Regions from separate parts of the Mus musculus genome. Here region 2 is linked to region 1. Evidence: chromatin contacts called from public capture Hi-C data. All regions are on one chromosome and are shown on one strand. Each heading gives the region's core, a stretch centred on a gene start, on an enhancer-like site or on the middle of the called end of the contact. The rest is flanking DNA. Distances are from core to core; before and after follow the strand shown. Region 1 has its middle 21 kb from the start of Stam2. Region 2 overlaps Fmnl2 (formin-like 2).

The links. Capture Hi-C pulls out chosen DNA fragments and counts their contacts.
Region 2: a contact with region 1 is called in a capture Hi-C map of bone marrow-derived macrophages, with 2.2 times the contacts expected there. The contact joins two enhancer-like sites. A contact is called at or near these places in 5 of 484 Hi-C or Micro-C datasets (the HPC-7 cell line, embryonic fibroblasts, nephron progenitors and 1 more), 6 of 115 datasets of contacts at active chromatin or transcription factors (bone marrow-derived macrophages, craniofacial prominence, fibro-adipogenic progenitors and 2 more) and 1 of 9 other capture datasets (bone marrow-derived macrophages).

The regions. Positions count from the first base shown.
Region 1 is chr2:52,760,873-52,764,471 of GRCm38.p6, reverse strand. No RefSeq gene overlaps it. Among named protein-coding and RNA genes, the nearest start is that of Stam2, 21 kb to the right of the region's middle. Within about 2 kb of position 1,326, at least 78 of the 459 cell types and tissues checked have an H3K27ac peak or open chromatin away from gene starts, as enhancers often do. A contact at or near this core is called in bone marrow-derived macrophages and fibro-adipogenic progenitors, where this site is marked.
Region 2 is chr2:52,892,424-52,896,493 of GRCm38.p6, reverse strand. The region is part of intron 1 of Fmnl2 (formin-like 2); the gene reads right to left. Among named protein-coding and RNA genes, the nearest start is that of Fmnl2, 37 kb to the right of the region's middle. Within about 2 kb of position 1,328, at least 91 of the 459 cell types and tissues checked have an H3K27ac peak or open chromatin away from gene starts, as enhancers often do. A contact at or near this core is called in bone marrow-derived macrophages and fibro-adipogenic progenitors, where this site is marked.

The sequences.
Region 1 (3,599 bases), core at 77-2,576:
CTCCACCAGAAAATTTCCAAAGATTATTTGAGAATGTCATACATATATACAATGTATTTTGATCATATCTACCCCCATATTCCCACTCCTGATCCCAACTTCAACTTCATCACCTCCTCCCCCCGCCCCCACAGTAAAATAACTCACAGAGTCCCGAGTCTAATTAGCACTAATCATAGGCATATGGGTGTGGGCCACTTACTGGAACATGGACAATTTATCAGTGGCAGTGGTACCCCAAATGGAGGAGGTGTCTCCTTTCCTCAGCAGCCATCAGCAGCCTACAAACCACTCAGCCAGGAGTTTAGCCATTTGAGTCTCTCCCACTCGTCCAAGCTGGAATCCTCGCTGGTCTGGTGCCGGTAACCAACCGCAGCTCCTGGGTAAAACGGTCATGTCATGTCCAAAGGTTGCGTTTTACAGCACCCCTTCCAATCCTCTGGCTCTTACACGATTTCCCTTTTCCTGTGACATGCGCCGAGCCTTAGCCGCGCACATCTACGGATATGAACATACCAAGAAGGCAGTTTAACAACACGATCATTAGGCAAAACAGCAATAATCCGTTCCAGTACACTGCTCTTAAGATTTTGGTCTCAGGGGAAAAAAAAAAAATCTTTTTAATGAATTTTTAATTGAGCTTAAAAAAAATGTGATCTCAATAACTCTTTTTGTTCCCAAGAATTACTGAATCTTTACATTTGAAACTAAAGTGGAGAAATGTCAAAAATATTTACATACTGATTCATTAAAAAGTAATTAGCACATTATATGTCACCATAATAAATTTTTATAAAAAATTCAAAATTAAACAAATTTAGTACAAAAAAAAAAGTCATCTTACTTTTTTTTTTTTTTTTTTTTTGAGAAATTTCACATCTGGCTTAATGGAAAACAGCTGCATTCTGAAGACTTCATTTGCATCCAATATGTGGCAAACGTGTTATTTTGGTTCAAGCAAATGAGGGAAATCTAGCCTTTCGCAAATATGTAGTTGGAAATAAAGAAGTGCTTAAAAACCTTTACAGAAAACTAGAAATACAATTGGCAGGGTTTCAACGGTAAACAGCAGAGAGGAATCTGAAACCGTATCAGGAACTGGAGAGACGCCTGAGCCTTTGAGAGCACTCCACTGCTTGGGTGTGTGTGCGCCTTTAACTCCCGCAGGGAAACCCAGGTTAGCCTACTCTCCATGGAGAGCTCCGCAGCCAAAGAGACATAGTCAGACTCCGTCTCAAATAAGGAAAGAGAAAACATCAAAAGATCAGAGGATGCAAGTTTGGTCTCAGCACCCACGTGGCTAAGTCCAGTTCCAGGGATCAGACGCCCTCTTCTGGCGACCTCAGGTACTGTACTCCTGTGCACAAATCCACCTCACCCCACTCACACACACATAATACACATAATTAAAAATAAGATAGAGATGTGTTTCAGACCCGTATCAATGGTCTTTTCATACCGTGTCACGAAAACTCATCTGGCTTCTTTTGCTTTCTGAGAGGATCTGCTTTCAGGAACTCCAAGAATCACTGTTCTTTGGAAACCTTCTGTATTTTTCGGTTGTGAAATGTACTTGGAAATTTATTTTTATTCAGGCAGGGCAAGTGCAGCTAATCACGAGATGTTCGCCACTGAAAAGCCAATGTGCACCTGTGAACTCCACTTTCTCAGGAAGTCGAGGCAGAATTGCCGCAGCTCAGAAACTGAAGCCAACTTGGTTTTTTAAAAGGGGAAGGGGTGGAGGAGAAGAGGAAGATGGAGAGGGGAAGGGAAAGTTTATTTTTTACAGCTCGAAAGAAGAAAGGCAGTTTAGTTCAATATAAGGCTAGGTGGTCAGCCCCGGGGAATTTAGGTGGAGGGAAGGTGGCAGACAGGGCCTTGCCTGGACTTAAGACTGGCTTTTTTGCATCAGAGGTATGAATATAGGAGTGTTGTCTGCTCTCTTTAGGAACTGGACACTTCTACAAAGGACAGCCCCCGCCACCCCCCCCCCCCCTGGAGTGACAAGGCTGCAACTTATCAAAACACCATGTAATATAGAAAATGAAAACCATGATTAATAGACTCCTCAAGTTGGCTTCATTGCTTTCTCATAATATACCAGAGACATTTCTCTTTCCATTTTCATAATTGTTAATCCTTATATTTATTTTATCCCTTTGAACTTTTATTGCCCATCGAAAACTGAGCTCCAAGCTCCTCTGTATTTTGAAGACTTTCCTAATGATAATCATATATTGCTTTGCATCACTACTCAAATTGTCTCATGTGGTTATTTAACGTTTCATGGATAAGCTATGTCTCTCCGACTAGACAATGTCTTGAGATCAGCAACCTCATGGCATACTGTTCAATACTGCTGAGATCTTCCGGAGGGTCTCTCTTTATTGGGTAAACCTTCAGCCATTGCGTAGGAACACACCCCTAGCTTTCTTGCTCTGTCTAGCTGGGCCGTTCCCATCTCTCTGGATCTTTACTTACTTGGTTGCCTCTGTGGTCTTTCCCTTTGGACTAGATAGGTGTTTATCATTGCGCCTCTGGTGATGCCCTTGCCTCCACATGTATTCTGAGTTGTTCCTCAATTTTCCTTTGGGTTGTAGGAACAGTTAGATAGATACAGAGTCTGTTATTGTGGACCTTGTACAAATTTGTGTGGCATTGTGGCTCCAAAGTCTATTCTATCACAGTTTCCAATGCTTTGAAAATTCTCATTCATGGTGGTGTCATTGAAGTAACACTTTAAAGATTTGTGATTATTATTTTTTGATTGTATATATAAGTGTGTGTATGTGGGTATGTGCATGTGAGTGCAACTCCTGAAGAGGCCAAAAGAGGGAGCTATAGCCTCTGCTGCTGAAGTTACAGGCAGTTGCGAGGGCCTGACTGAGGGCACTGGAAATCAAACTCGGGTCCAGTTACAAGAGCAGTTCATACTCTTAACCCCTGAGCCATCTCTGTACAGCCCAAATAATCAAAACTTTAAAGAGCATCCTCAGATTTTTTTTTCTGCATCCGTGCATTGTAGTAACTTTAAGATAACTCATCGACATATCTAAACAGCCTGTTTTCATTGTCTATCACACCCTCTAAGTCTTTGCCTAAAAGAAACTTGAGGACCGGAGCTAGAGAAAGTATCCAAGGAGCTAAAGAGATCTGCAACCCTGTAGGTGCAACAACATTTTGAACTAACCAGTACCCCGGAGCTCTTGACTCTAGCTGCATATGCATCAAAAGATGACCTAGAGGTTGGTGAGATGGCTCAGCAGGTAAGAGCACCCAACTGCTCTTCCGAAGGTCCGGAGTTCAAATCCCAGCAACCACATGGTGGCTCACAACCGTCCGTGACGAGATCTGACTCCCTCTTCTGGAGTGTCTGAAGACAGCTACAGTGTACTTACATATAATAAATAATAAATCTTTAAAAAAAAATGACCTAGTCGGCCATCACTGGAAAGAGAGGCCCATTGGACATGCAAACTTTATATGCCCCAGTACAGGGGAACGCCAGGGCCAAAAAGTGGGAATGGGTGGGTAGGGGACTGGGGGGGAGGGCATGGGGGACTTTTGGGATAGCATTGGAAATGTAATTGAGGAAAATA
Region 2 (4,070 bases), core at 79-2,578, 130 kb before region 1:
AGGGGCTCTGGCTGACCTGGAGCTCACCAATGAGGCTAAACTAGCCAGCTAGCAAGCCTCAAGGCCCTCCTCACTTACAAACACATGCTACTTTGGTTCTGGGAATCATAATAAGCTGGACGTGAGGTTTTAATGTGCATTTAAATAGCCACATGTGGCTGGTAGTAAGACTAAGGACTGAAGATCAGGCCTTCAAAGACAGACTGGACTACACAGCCAGACCTTCTCTTCCTCCCTCCTCCTCCTCCTCCTCCTCTTCCTCCTTCCTCTCTCTCTCTCTCTCTCTCTCTCTCTCTCTCTCTCTCTCTCTCTCAGGAGAACAAGACTTTATTTAAGTTTGGGGGCTGGGAAGATGAGATGGCTCAGTGGTTAAGAGCACTGGTTGCTCTCTCACAGCACCTTGGTTCAACAGCACCCACATGGCAGCTCATGTTGTCCAATTCCAGGGGCCTTTCATCTGGATTCAGAAAGCACCGATACGTACTACACATACATGAAGGGATGTAATGTCGATTACAGTAATTAATAGGGATCTGTGAATGGTGCCCACAGGAGTCTTCCTCTCTTTTTTTAATGCTTATCTGAGAATTTTAATTCTAACAAGGACCTTCAGCATCTAATGAAGTCTCCCTGCCCCAGGGCAAATAAACAGCAATAGTGAGTTATAAATTGGGGGGGTGGGCATTGTATCCAAGGCCCATTCAGAAATGATAGTGCTTAGAAGCTCAGCAGTGAACTACGTTAAAAAGGAAATTAATAATTGTAAATAGTCCACAATATGCCAGGCACGGTATGAGATCCTTTATAGCCACTGAAATATTTTACCCTCACAATCTCCATGATTCCAACTAAGTGACTCTGGGGCCAGGTGAGGAAGTATGCACCTGTTAGGCCAGCACTTGCAAAGGAGAAAGAGGTGAGAGTATCAGGTCAAGATCACTCTCGGCTACACAGCCACTACTCGGAGGCCAGCCTCAGCTAGACAGTATATAAGTAACTCTAGAGAGTAGAGCCATCAGAATTCTAGCCCAGCTCCAGTACTTCCACACCACACATCACCTCCTCTGAGTTGACCCCCTGTCAGGAGCTGTCACCCTCAGGCTCATGGCTGAAGTGCTTGGGTCCCCAGCCCTCCAAGATTACAGCTTCCAGTGATCTCTGTCTAGGACACTGGAAGTTAACTGGAGCTTAACCAGGCTCAGGCAGCCCCTCCTTTCCAAGAAAGCGATGACAGCTGCCTTTCTTGGCCTTCTTACAGATGTCGCTACCTTTACACTGCCAGAGCCGCCTCTAAGAGGACCGCAGCCAAAAGCAGAGCTTAGCACAGCCAACAGTTGCTGAGTCATCTCTAGTGTCTGGAGGTCACAGTGCAAGGGAGCACCATTCAGGGAGCTCATTGAACTTCTTCATTTCTCAGAACCCTGACTCAAGCTTCTTCCTCAGCCCCTTAAGTCATCTGATCCACCTGATTCCCCAGAAGGAATCTTCCTGACTCAAGAGGATCACTCCTCTCTCCAAAGGGAGGACCATCTTGTGTTTCCTCACCTGGGAGCCTTGGCTAAACACAAAGTAAGATGCTAAGAAAACATACATCAGCAAAAACATTATATAAGAATGCTTAGAAAGCCATGCAGTGGTAGCACACGCCTCAAGAGCCAATGCTCAGTTTTTTCACCCCATTTCTCTGCTTCTTACACATACCTGACAGTGTTTTCCAAATTCACTAATTGCAACTGACACAAGGCCAGCGTTCATTTATCTGCAGTTGTCAAATTATTGTTGGACCAAAAAAGTGTAGTGCTGTAGATCCACATACGTGACATTCATATTCTTTTTGGTAACCAGAACATTGCACAATCCTAACAGTCGTGAAATCTACACTATTTAATCTACTTCAGGTCTACGAGATGGCTCAGCCTGTACAAGTATTTGCCGCAAAAGCCTTGTGACCACAGACCCCTAGGACCCACATGGAAGGAAGGAGAGAACTGACTCCCAAAACACTCCTACCATCACCACATGTGTGCTGTGTCACGCACATATGCACAAACACACACATGTTCCAAATGTAATAAAAATTAATTATACCTCAATAAAGTTATGGAGTCTCCCCCTAAGATAAGCATAACAGATAAATGGCAGGAGCCCAGAATTTCAGCTGTTAAGAAAGCCAAATGGTGGTGTTTCTTTTTTTTCAAGAACTCTTCTCTAAATTCAGTTAAGTCTTCACAAATTGAATCAAGAATCGAAAACAAAAAGAAACGCCAAGATCACCTCCAAGTCATAGATAAGAAAGTCAAGTCTTAGTCATACATTAGAGTCCAGATGATCCACAGAGAAGAGAATATAAAACTAAAATGTGGTAGGGGGGCAGGGGTTAGACTGTCAAAAGACTGAGGAATTCTTCTCGTCGGAATTAAGCTTAGCATGCATTCCCAGTTACCAAATATAAATGGATTGGTTGACATCTTAATTTAGGAGTATCTGCCACATGCCAAATCCTATTCTAAGCACAACTTAATCCTTCTACATAAACTACTGTCTTTAAACAACAGCAAAATTAGGTTTACTGGGGCCTTGCCTAAATCCTTCTGACCATTGCTGTTAGGTGAGCGAGGGCTGGCAACAAAACTAGTTAGCAGGAAGTAATACCCTCAGCTAGAATCGCCTGCCTTCAACATCTAATCACATGCAGGACACAGAACCCCTGTTCTCTCACTGCAAACAGTTACAGCCTCAATCAAAGTGTTCCATCCATGAAATGGTTCCCAACAAGAAACTATTCTTGGGCACTGCAAACAAAACTGTTCTTCAAGGATTAAGTTCACACAGACATAGTATTAAAAATATATGGAAAAAAAAAAACATAGTAACTATATCTCATACCTAGTAACTATAGTTCATATACTAACTATATCTCACAGTGGATCCTGCTTTTTTCTGACGCCATTGAATTGGAACTGTATGTAATACGTCATTGGTATGGCATAGTATTATCTAAATGCTAATGTGTACAATCTTACCCAGTTCTTCCCAATTCTAGCCTTCTGTCCACGCTAACACAAACTCACTAGCGCAACGTATCCACAGAGAATCTCTTCCAGTAACCATACAAGCCATAAGAAACTACCACACTTTTCCACAGCCACAAAATAGGCAGCAACTTTTTTTTTTTTTTTTTTTTTGATTTTTCCAGACAGGGTTTTTCTGTGTAGCCCTGGCTGTCCTGGAACTCACTCTGTAGACCAGGCTGTCCTCGAACTCAGAAATCCGCCTGCCTCTGCCTCCCAAGTACTGGGATTAAAGGCGTGCGCCACCACGCCCAGCTGCCACAACTTCTTTTAAGATACAACCTACAAAACTCTAAATATAAGAATCACCCTTGACGCTCACAGTCAGCTAATGGATGGATCACAGGGCTCCCAATGGAGGAGCTAGAGAAAGTACCCAAGGAGCTAAAGGGATCTGCAACCCTATAGGCGGAACAACATAATGAACTAACCAGTATCCCGGAGCTCTTGACTCTAGCTGCATATGTATCAAAAGATGGCCTAGTCGGCCATCACTGGAAAGAGAGGCCCATTGGACACCCAAACTTTATATGCCCCAGTACAGGGTAACGCCAGGGCCAAAAAGGGGGAGTGGGTGGGTAGGGGAGTGGGGGTGGGTGGGTATGGGGGACTTTTGGTATAGCATTGGAAATGTAAATGAGCTAAATACCTAATAAAAAATGGAAAAAAAAAAAAAAAAAAGAATCACCCTTGACTAACCTGAAGACATTTCTTACCATTTACAAGGACAATAGAGGTTTTTAGGAGAATTTTAGATATGGATCCTCAGACAATCGAGATAACTTTAAATTAGTATTGAAAAGCAAACACATGCCATTAACCCTCATCCCGATGACATGGGTCTAGGGCTGTTTGGGTATCTTATGTTAGATCTATTTTATGTAAAGATACTCAATATTCAAGAATTTTATCAGCCCACTAAAATTAAGTCTCAATGAGATGAGAAGCAGCCACTCTCTTCTCAGATTACTGGAGTACAGGCCTTAAGTACTGGCAATC